Regions from separate parts of the Triticum aestivum genome. Here region 2 is linked to region 1. Evidence: chromatin contacts called from public Hi-C data. All regions are on one chromosome and are shown on one strand. Each heading gives the region's core, a stretch centred on a gene start, on an enhancer-like site or on the middle of the called end of the contact. The rest is flanking DNA. Distances are from core to core; before and after follow the strand shown. Region 1 holds the start of LOC123188790 (probable tetraacyldisaccharide 4'-kinase, mitochondrial). Region 2 holds the start of LOC123188791 (potassium transporter 22).

Evidence for each region. Hi-C and Micro-C count contacts between places; a contact is called where the count stands out from the background.
Region 2: a Hi-C map of leaf shows a contact between it and region 1, with 4 times the contacts expected there. The contact joins the promoter of LOC123188791 here to the promoter of LOC123188790 in region 1. A contact is called at or near these places in 2 of 5 Hi-C or Micro-C datasets (both in leaf).

Annotation. Positions count from the first base shown.
Region 1 is chr2A:396,588,274-396,593,359 of IWGSC CS RefSeq v2.1, reverse strand. LOC123188790 (probable tetraacyldisaccharide 4'-kinase, mitochondrial) reads left to right here and starts at 2,434. Exons shown (of 7, transcript XM_044601037.1): 1 at 2,434-2,825; 2 at 3,054-3,281; 3 at 3,479-3,628; 4 at 4,024-4,233. The coding sequence starts at 2,526.
Region 2 is chr2A:396,852,401-396,857,486 of IWGSC CS RefSeq v2.1, reverse strand. LOC123188791 (potassium transporter 22) reads right to left here and starts at 2,492. Exons shown (of 3, transcript XM_044601038.1): 1 at 1,911-2,492; 2 at 1,030-1,371. The coding sequence starts at 2,274.

The DNA.
Region 1 (5,086 bases), core at 1,185-3,684:
GTCGCCCCGCATCATGTTGGTGGAGTGACGGACATGCGAGGGCGGCGACAAACAACAACACCAATGGCGTGGGGGAAGCAACTTGATACGTCCATGGAGGATGGAGAAGAATGTGTGTGTTGGTGCTGAACATGGAGAATACGAGAAACTTGTAAGCAAAATTGTACACCCTTGTAAGCTATACTTCGCTAGAACCTGTTACTACTTGTTCATGGATTGAATTAAGGATCAAGCAAATAAATCAAGAGAAAGAGATAATACAATATTATCTAGACAAACTAGGTTCCAAGCAGCCGTTGCGGTACTGCCATACCAGGTACGTGTTGCGCAGTGTCTAGGAGATCGACGGCGGTGACGTCCAGGAGATCGACGTCGAGGCCGATCGACATCACGGCAGCGTCCAGGAGATTCTTCCTATAGGTAATCTGTAATTCATAGTGTTTTTGACTGTTTGCGCGCATGTTAAGTCAGAACACAGCAAAGTACTGCGGTGACCGGGTACATGTAGACATTCAAGGGTAGTCTGGTCCTTTCAGGTGCGTGTAAATGGAAAAAATAAAAGGGAAATCGATAAAAGGTGGAAAATAGCATGGTAATCAAGGTGGGCATGAGGTGAGTGGCAATTTTGCGAAACCTATCTTGATAGTGGCAATTTTGCAAAGCCACATGTTTTTTTGTGGGAAAGCAAAGCTTTATAACTTAACGGTGCTTGGGTAAGTCACCCGAAACACAAGCAGCCACTTGGGGTGGTACAATAGTGTTTTAGCCAATGCTGTCATTTGGCAAAGATAAATGACCAAGTTTCGCAAGTTCATGCGCTAACAAATTCGCCGAGCGTCTATATAAAGAAATATATTGCTTCGAAAACCACATTTTAAGATGAAGCTTGGTATCCTTGATGATGGCCGCATACATGGACAGAGTCAACCTTGGACAAGTCGAGAGCTTCCTGCAATAGCTGTGAGTCGGTCTCGAAGACAACTCGAAAGGCACCAATGTCAGCTGCCATGGCAACTGCTTTAGACATGGTCGCTACCTCGGCTCCAAATGAATATGCTATCTGTTCTTTTTCTACTAGCCCGAGCAAGCACCACCTCACCAATCTCATCACAGACCACCGCGCCCCATGCAATGAAATTCTCACCCGGTGTATATGCTCCATTTACATTAATTTTCAAAGTGCCCTCAACCGGCGCTGCCTACTTGCTTACTGTCTGTATCTTGCCCTTCGTTCTGAACAGTTGCATAAATTTCAACGTACTGCATTGCACTCTATGAACCAGCTCGTTGTCCGTGATTGGAAGCTCCCCTTCCCTTATCTTATTCCTCTTGTTCCACCAATTCCACTAGAAGGTGAGGATTTGGACACACACTTTTTCATCTAACCTCCATAGAAGATCCATAACTGCATGCCTAGATGAAAGTTCTTCCAGCTCCACGCGTATCTTCTCCAGGCTCATAGCCCTCCATACTTCTTTGACAGCCTTGCACTTGACAAAGAGGTGTGCCCCGTCCTCATCCACCCTCCCACAGAAGAAGCATTTTGAGCTTTCAAGCTTGACCCCTCTCCTCATCAAGTTGGTGCAGAAAGCCAGGGACTCATGCTTGACTCGCCAAGCAAATATCTGAATCTTACGTGGGCATGGCAGCTTCCAGATTCTCCGCCATGACTGGTCGTCCCATCTATCCAACCTCCCTGCCCCCATTGTACTACTGCTTGGGGCCTCGTTCTTTGCTTGTTCCTGCAGCTGTACATATAGTTTGTTGGCGCTTTTCACTGTGTGGTTCCCTTTCGAGTCAAAGTGCCAAGCCATGAAATCGCTCACTTATTCACGCAGGGGAATCTGGAAAATGTGTCGTACATCATCCGGCCAAAAAGTGTCCTTGACGAGTTGCTCATCCCAAGACCCCGTAATCAGGCAAATAAGATCGCTGACCTGTGTAATTAGGTTCTGCCCTTTTGGTGTGATAACCCGTCGCGACCAAGCCCTTGGAATCCAGGGGTCAGACCAGATGTTGACTCCTAACCCATCATCGATTCTCCAGATATAACCCTTCTTGATCAGCTCGAGGCCACGTAATATAGTTCGTCAGGTATATGATATGCCATCTCTAGGTTTTGCATCCAACAAGTGAAACTGAGGGACCGCACTTTCATTATACGTCCACATAGAGAGTCGGGGTTTTGAAGCAGTCTCCAGCCTTGCCGTGACGACATCGCCATGTTAAAACTATGCATGTCCCTGAATTCTAGGCCACCCATGCCTTTGGGGAGTGTCCATGTCTCCCAACTTAACCAGTGAATGGTATTCTCTTTTTCCTGTTGGCTCCCCCCGATTTTCTCACAACGACCAGCTCTCCTTTTTTTTCTATGGTTTTTTTAGCAACTTCTATGGATTTTGTTAATTCCCCGTCTAAGCCCAGCATACCGAGTTTCAATCAAGCTGGCTTAATTGGGAAAAAGGCCCAGCCCAACACTTCGTCACCCGGGGAGAGGCGGCGGCGACCACCCCGGGGACTCTCCGATGGCGACGGAGAAGGCGCGGCAGCTCCTGGCCCGCCTCGCCGCCACCCCGGACGCCGCCGTTCCTAACCTCCCCTTCCTCCACCGCGCACTCCTCCTCCCTCTCCTCTCCGCCGCCTCCGCCCTCCTACGCCTCCCCGTCATCCTCTCCTCCTCTCCGCTACGCTCGCGACGGACCCTACCGGTCCCCGTCATCAGCGTAGGAAACCTCACCTGGGGCGGCAACGGAAAGACACCCATGGTCGACTTCCTGGCCCGCAGGTTTCACAGTATGGGCATCTCGCCACTCATCCTAACAAGGGTAAACTCGTCCTCCTAATGCTGCTTGCTTGCTTGTACTTCTTCACATTTGTATTGTTTCTCATTCAATCATTTAGTTACGCAGACAAAATTTTCAGTAAAAATGGGGTCTCTTCATCAGTCCTAAACTAACGTTTAGCCACTGTCACCTAGTTCATTTCCAATACTTCATTTATATTTCTCGTGATGCTACCTTTGAACAAATCAGTCATAAAATTCGATGCTGTAGGGTTATGCGGGTGGCGATGAATCTAAGATGCTCCGGAGGCGCCTTGCTGATACTTCCACCAAGATTGGTGTTGGCGCAAACCGGGCTGCCGTGGGTTCTTCCATGTTGCAAAAGTATGGCCATGTCGATCCTTGTGATGCCTTCCGCCGGGAGAAGTTAGGGTGCAACCGGGTGGCAAGCGGTAAAAGTGCGAAAATTGGAGTCGCTATACTGGATGACGGAATGCAGGTATCAAGTATTTGTTTTTCTTTTCTTGTATAGACAACTTATATGGATCAATCCATCAGTACCATGGAATCTTACTTGGAAAATAGCTAAACAGTGGCATCTTTTAAACTAATAATGGTCAAGCATAGCTGTTCCTTCAGGAAACACATGTTCTCATGTATGTATTCTCGGTTCTGTCTATCGTTTCTTGTAGGCAGCACCGGAGTCTGCTTCGAGATGTGGAGATTGTGATGGTCAATGGGTTGACACCTTGGGGAAATACTCATTTCATTCCACGAGGACCCATGAGGGAACCGTTGAGCGCACTTACTCGAGCTGATATAGTGGTTATTCATCATGCGGATCTGGTAAACGATAGTCTCAGTAACTCAGACTTTCTTGTAACTTATTTGTGTTTCCTGTTTGAGTATTAAATGTTTAGTGGCTGATATTGTTCTTGACATGAAGCACTGAAAGTGTGATGTTGAAGTAAGCCAGCACAAATTTAAGCTGTCACATAAAAATGTATTTATAGCGACCATGTGATTCTAAGTATTTAGAATTTACAATTTAGAATTAAAATAATCCAAGGTGCTTTCTTACTTTCCCTCATTGTTAACTGAAATTGCATCCGGAAAAGGTGGGGCTTAACCATTAGTGAATTCCGCACTGCAAGAAATGAGAGATGTTGGTATCTCTTTTACCTCAAGCACATGAATAATCTCATAGGTTGTTCTCTGAACTACCATTTGCTATTACACAGGCTTGTGAAGCGCAGCTGGAAACAATTGCACGTACAGTCCAGGATAGTGGCACAACATGTTCAGTGTTCTTTAGTAAATTGGCCCCATCACATATTTTCGAGGTTCATCAACCATTACAGAAAATATCTCTTAATGTGTTGGGTGGCATGATTGTGCTATGTGTTTCTGCGATTGGCTGCCCAGATGCTTTCATACATACAGTCAGAGAGGTACTTTTTTCCCTCACTTCCTTTGTCTAGACCCTTTTAGCTTGGTGTGTCTTATCTTGAAATGGAATGCTGCCTGTTGTAATCCTACTCTTTTTGAGAAGACAGTGTAAGTGTTTATAGAGGTTCATTGCCACTATGTTTTGCTGCTTGTATATCATCAGACTTAATTAATGTTTCCTAGGTGTATCACACCAACTCAAAACTGGAATTTACAGATAACTTTATTAAGTTTCATGTAAAGCCTTAAGATGTTCCTGTATGTTTTCCTTCATTCATGCTTAGCTGCCTACCTAGACCCAAAGTGGTCGGACCCTTCCCTGGACCCTGCGCAAGCGGGAGCTATATGCACCAGGTTGCCCTTTTTTCATGCTTAGCTGCCTACCTCACACTGTATCATAAGACTAAGGTGGTCAGCCAAACAAACAATACATAGTCAAGTCACCCCACATCTGTAGTCGATATATTTTAAAAAAATCTGACAAAACGCAAAGCTTGCGTCTCGATGCATTGATAGAAAGAAAGTATATACAAGCCTGGAAATATGCTAAACAACCGACCACTCAAGACCTAGACAGGACCATGACCAAAGGTTGTTAGACACACGTTACAACCAACGCCACCAAACTACCTCTGGCCTACATGCCCACTAGTCGGCCACACAAGCACACAGAACGCCGTAACCCACCAGGACCCCGAGATGAGATGAGAAGAGAGAGTGGGTCGTCGGACGGGAATATGGCTCGGCAAAAGATGCCAATTACATACAGCAGGGTGTCGTCGGACGGGAACCAAGACACGTGCACAACAGATCAACCCTCGCGCGACCAGCCACAAGGGACCAATTGGACCCAAC
Region 2 (5,086 bases), core at 1,243-3,742, 260 kb before region 1:
CGTAACGTATGAATGTGTATGCTGATTTGCAAGTTAGTACTACGATGGATGGATGTCACATCCATTATAACTGCAAACATTTATTGAGGCTGCAATGATTCAGAGTGCGTGTCCTGGAGGTTTCACACGCCGTTAAGTATCGATAGAGATACTCCTACCGTCTCAAAGAAAAAGTATCGGCATAGTTAATAGAGTTTACTGTTGATCTTGAGTTTAGAGAGTGACAGCCTATCTATCCTGAAAACTACGTACAGAGGGAAGGGATCCATGGATCGGTTCTCCGAATCATGTACGATTGAAATGCAAGATTTATTGATGTTTGTGACAAGTTAACACACACGCACCATTTCATCACTGCGTGGAGAAGATGGTGTCGACTGTTAACGACTTAGTACAAGACAAGACGTACCCTACATCTACTGTACATGTGAGGTAGCATGCAGTAGTTGAACATTATATTCAGGTGTGTGCATCTCGAGTCTGAACACAAGAGGTGGAGCACAGTAGATGTCGGTACTAGTATGTCTGTCGAGCCTGTACTCGTACTCGTACGTGTGGATAGCAGTGAGGCTGCGTAAACACCACTATATATACAACTATACATACCGATGGACCGATAACTGCTGGATGGCGACGGCGCCATCGACAAAGTCGTCTCACTTAATCATGCCTGGACGGCTGGACTACAAGAGACCTACCTGCCCACATACTACACACTGACCCATCGGAAAAAGAAATGGCGGACATGGACGGATGTATGCTGTTTTTCTCGCATCAATTAATATGCCCGCCTCAAATGATTTTTGCTTTTCCTCGCTGCTCTATCTATGCTGCGTTGCATCTAGATCACGCCACGCTACACTCCAGCTAGCTGGTCGTCGATCGCGTTCACACTTGTTACCCATAGCAATAGGCGCGCGGCCGGCTGATCGAGTTGTATGTATGATATTGATGCCTCTAGCTAGGCGCTAGTACGTACGTATGCTGTACAAGGTAGACTGAAAGATATAATATATGCATGGTGCGTACCTGTGGTGAGGTGCGGCGCCTTCTCCTTGAGCCCTCCCACGGCGGACAGCACGGAGATGGCCGGCGTCAGGCAGGCGTCGCTGATCACCATGGCCGTGGCGAGGATGGTGAGCAGGAAGAGCGAGATGCGCACGGGCTTGCTCGTCTCCAGGAGCTCCTTCACCCGCTGCGCGCGGTACGCCGCCGGCGAGGCCAGCTGCAGCGTGGCCAGGGCGCGCCGCCGGCTGAAGGACTTGGGGTCGTCCTGCTCCAGGATGTGCAGCTCGTCCTCCGCCTGCTGGTTCGGCACCAGGCTCACCTTGGCGTGCCGCGAGATGAGAGAGTAGAGCGCGAACGTACCGCCTGCATGCATGTCATGCAACAGCCTCTTTAATTTGGGCCTTTGGTATCTACTCATGCATGCTAACTAAAATCACCACAAACATTCCCATGCATGTGCTCGATCGTAGGATTATTTATATTAATATGATGGACAATATGAGAAGTATCACGTTGATCACTAACTACAATATCAACTAGTAGTAGCTCTGTGTTAATAATAATTATACAGTAATAAACAACAAACAAACACATGCACGTACGGCCACTTGACCCACTTGAGTTTGGAAAACCTTGTGTTTTTAGGAAGAGACGACAAGAGACGGTGGTGTACCATGCATGCACCAAACGATCAATTTTGCCGTTGGGTCGGGGGTCCAAATAAGCTGTTGGTACATGCAGATGCTGCGTCAATTTGTTGCATGCTAAGATAGCTAGCTAGCTAGGTGCAGCGTACGTACGTGTAACACGTCGCGCAATCTAATTACTATGATCTACTAGTACAAAGAAAGAAGAAAGAGGAAGAAGATGAAGCGAGGAAGGAAATCTGCGTGCGTGCGTACCGTCTCCGTCGTCGTTGGCGCGGAGGGCGATGTAGACGTACTTGACCATGGTGAAGAGTATGAAGCTGTAGATGATGAGGGAGAGGACGCCGAGCAGGTCGTCGGTGTGCCGGACGCCGGCGGTGAAGGTGCTGGAGTAGACGTAGAGGGGCGACGTGCCGATGTCGCCGTAGAGCACGCCGACGCACTGGAACGCGAGGCGCAGCGTCTTGCCCCACCGCTCATGGCCGTGGTGGCTGGCGCCGCCGGCCCGGGAGGCGTCCCGGTACAGCGAGTCCTGCCGCTGCACCACCTCCGGCATGTCCAGCGCGCACTCCACCTCCAGCACCTCATCATCACCACCCTTCTGTTGCTGCTCAGCCATCGATCCTAGCTACCAGCCGGCTAGATGACTGAGCTTAATTGTTGAGAAGGATCCAAGAAGTAAGTGTGTAACTAATTAGCTCGTGGAATAACATGCCAATATCCAGCTAGCTAGCTTGTGCTCCTGGATGGATCTAGCCTCTCATGGCCTCGCCATGCAACCTTCCCTTTTATAATGAGCTAGTACTACTATTGGCATCTCCCTGGTTAGAGTTAGCGCGCGGTACTAGTTGTCTTGTCGATCGCTGGAGTATGTGAACGGCAGGGCAGCAATTAATTAAGCTGCTACAGTACTTATGTGGAGTAGTACATACGTGGTGCTGTGCTATGCGACCCGACCTGGATACGTTTTCAGATGGACGTTGATGGATCAACAGATTCCGTCCCCGCAATGGCCTTGGCTTGGCTAGCTGCCCGCGGCTTACTTTTCGCCCATCACCCTTCGCGGCTCATGGCGTCAGCGTCGGGCTCGGGCCACAAGGGTGTGATCACAATTCATTGATGTAGCTGTTGCTACGCCAAAGGAAATCAAAAATCGATATCTTTCCATCACCGCGCGGTCCATTTCAGCGTGGATCCACGAATTCAACCACGCGTAGACAGGCCTTGGATTCAGATGCATGACCTCACGTCCGCCGCACGTACCTACGTCGAGTGAGAAAAACGCTACCTACCTATGTTGGATCCACTCATTGACCGCGGTGCAAGATCGTCGATCATCTCTTGTAGCTCTCCGTCCACACGCATACGTCCTTCATTTCTGACGGATCCACTGATTGACCTCGGGGTAAGATTCAGTCGGGGGTGTTTCTCTTCTGTCTGGCCTTTATCTGTACATGGCTCTGTTTTCCTCAAGTAACCCACTACTATGCTCTTACAATCTCTTCTTCCTCAGCTAGGAACGTAGTACCCAGGAAGCGCCATACAGGCCATTATAGTTTCCTTGATAAATTACCAGTATCCTTTTAGAACACTGACATATCCTCTTTTTTTCTTTCCTTTTTCTGAACAACTCAACACTTAATCTGTAGTAGTACGTCCTAGATTTCTATGGAGATTTTATGCAAGCTAGCTTATTGATTATTTATTAATTGTTCCAGGTATTGCTCTGTAGGTTCTTCCCCGATAAGCAAGTGTGCTTGCTTACCAGATTAATTCAACTGAAGTTAGCCAAGGACAGGCTACCAAGTTAGTTAAGAGTGGACACACCGGGGAATGGTTAGCTAGCGCGAGGCACCAAACGCATTAGCCAACCAAAGCGATGCCCCACGACGCCTAATTTATCAGATTGCGACCTCAAGAACGTGATCTCTCCCATGTATTTTCTTCAATTATCCAAGAAACAAGCCATTAAGGTGCACAGTAATTCATTGTTAGAAGCAAATCTTAATATCCAAGTTAGCGGCATGTTCATAGAAGACGCTTTGCCAAGTTCCATAAGGCTACTGTATTATTTGTTTCACTGTCATAACTGTGGCATGCACACTTTCTTAGCGGCGATTTTCAACCAGCACAGCGAAGGCCTTGTAGTATTTTTTGTTAAACTTTGTCTAACTTGTGTCACCAATTTTCCCGCCACACTGTTTGTGGCTTGACGGAGTTTGCCACTAAATAAATGTGACAACGTATGTATAGCTATGAATCATGGATGGCTTAAACCCGGCTCTTGTTTCATGATACGCATATGCATAATTTGATAACTATATTCAGATTTGAGACTTCACTTTCATCCATTGATGCTCTTTATATCCAATTAGTTGCCGCATGGATCCATGTAGCGACATACTGTTCTAGCTAGGTACTAGGGGCTAGGTGCAGGATCATGTATCCTGCCTGAAGAAGCGTTCATACCATGATAGGTTGACAGAAAGGGACACCCAGCTAGCTAGCCAACAAAGCCATAAAGAATCAAACCAACATGATCCGTACCAAGTCCATATAGTTTTCAAAACAAGACAGAAAAGACATGCTTTTCTTTTAAGGGAAACATCATGACTGTGCTGCATTTTTTATATTAATTCACAAAATAATAAGTCCGAAAAAAGAAAAAAGAAACTATACAAGCAACAACAACAACAACAACAACAACAACAACAACAACAACACCAGAAGAGCGACAAAGGCTCAAAGCTATACAAAGGACTTCACCCAATTCTCCAAGTTGTTGTAGTTCTTCCTTGTTGCTCCGATCTCAATCCAGTTTAGCTCTTTCTTAAATTTCTCCTGCAATTATATAAGCTTGGCGCAATGCCCTTGAAAATACAATCATTCCTCGTGGTCCAGATTGCCCAAGAGATTAAGATGATTAATTCTATAGAAAGGAACACCCAATTGTGTCTTGATAAGATTTATCCCTGCTTTTAAATCTTCAAGGGTAGGTGTCCAGCTTGGGCATAAACAAGATGTTGGTGCAATGGTTTGCCCCCTTGGGTTTTGGAGATTGTTATCAGAAACAGTAAGGGACATATTTGTTTACTAGTGCAAACAGACAACAATAGTCCCTGACGTATCGAGAAGGATGCTACATTCTGATGTGAAGTTTGAAGAACTTCACCGAGAAGTATCTGCATTACAGAGAAGAGAGGGGTATGTTTCAAGAAGAAACTATAACGAGAAGATTGTGTGGCGGAGTTGACCCCTTAAAATATTGTTGAAGTGAAGCAATTCCTCTTCAGTGTGCCCGAGAAGAAATGGTTGCAGCCAAGAAGTTTGAAGGCGAAGCGAAGATGTAGTATTTGTTTCGTTGTTCTTCTTTCTCTTATTTGAGCCATAGGATCACCATACTACTAAAATGGATATAGGTATACGATACT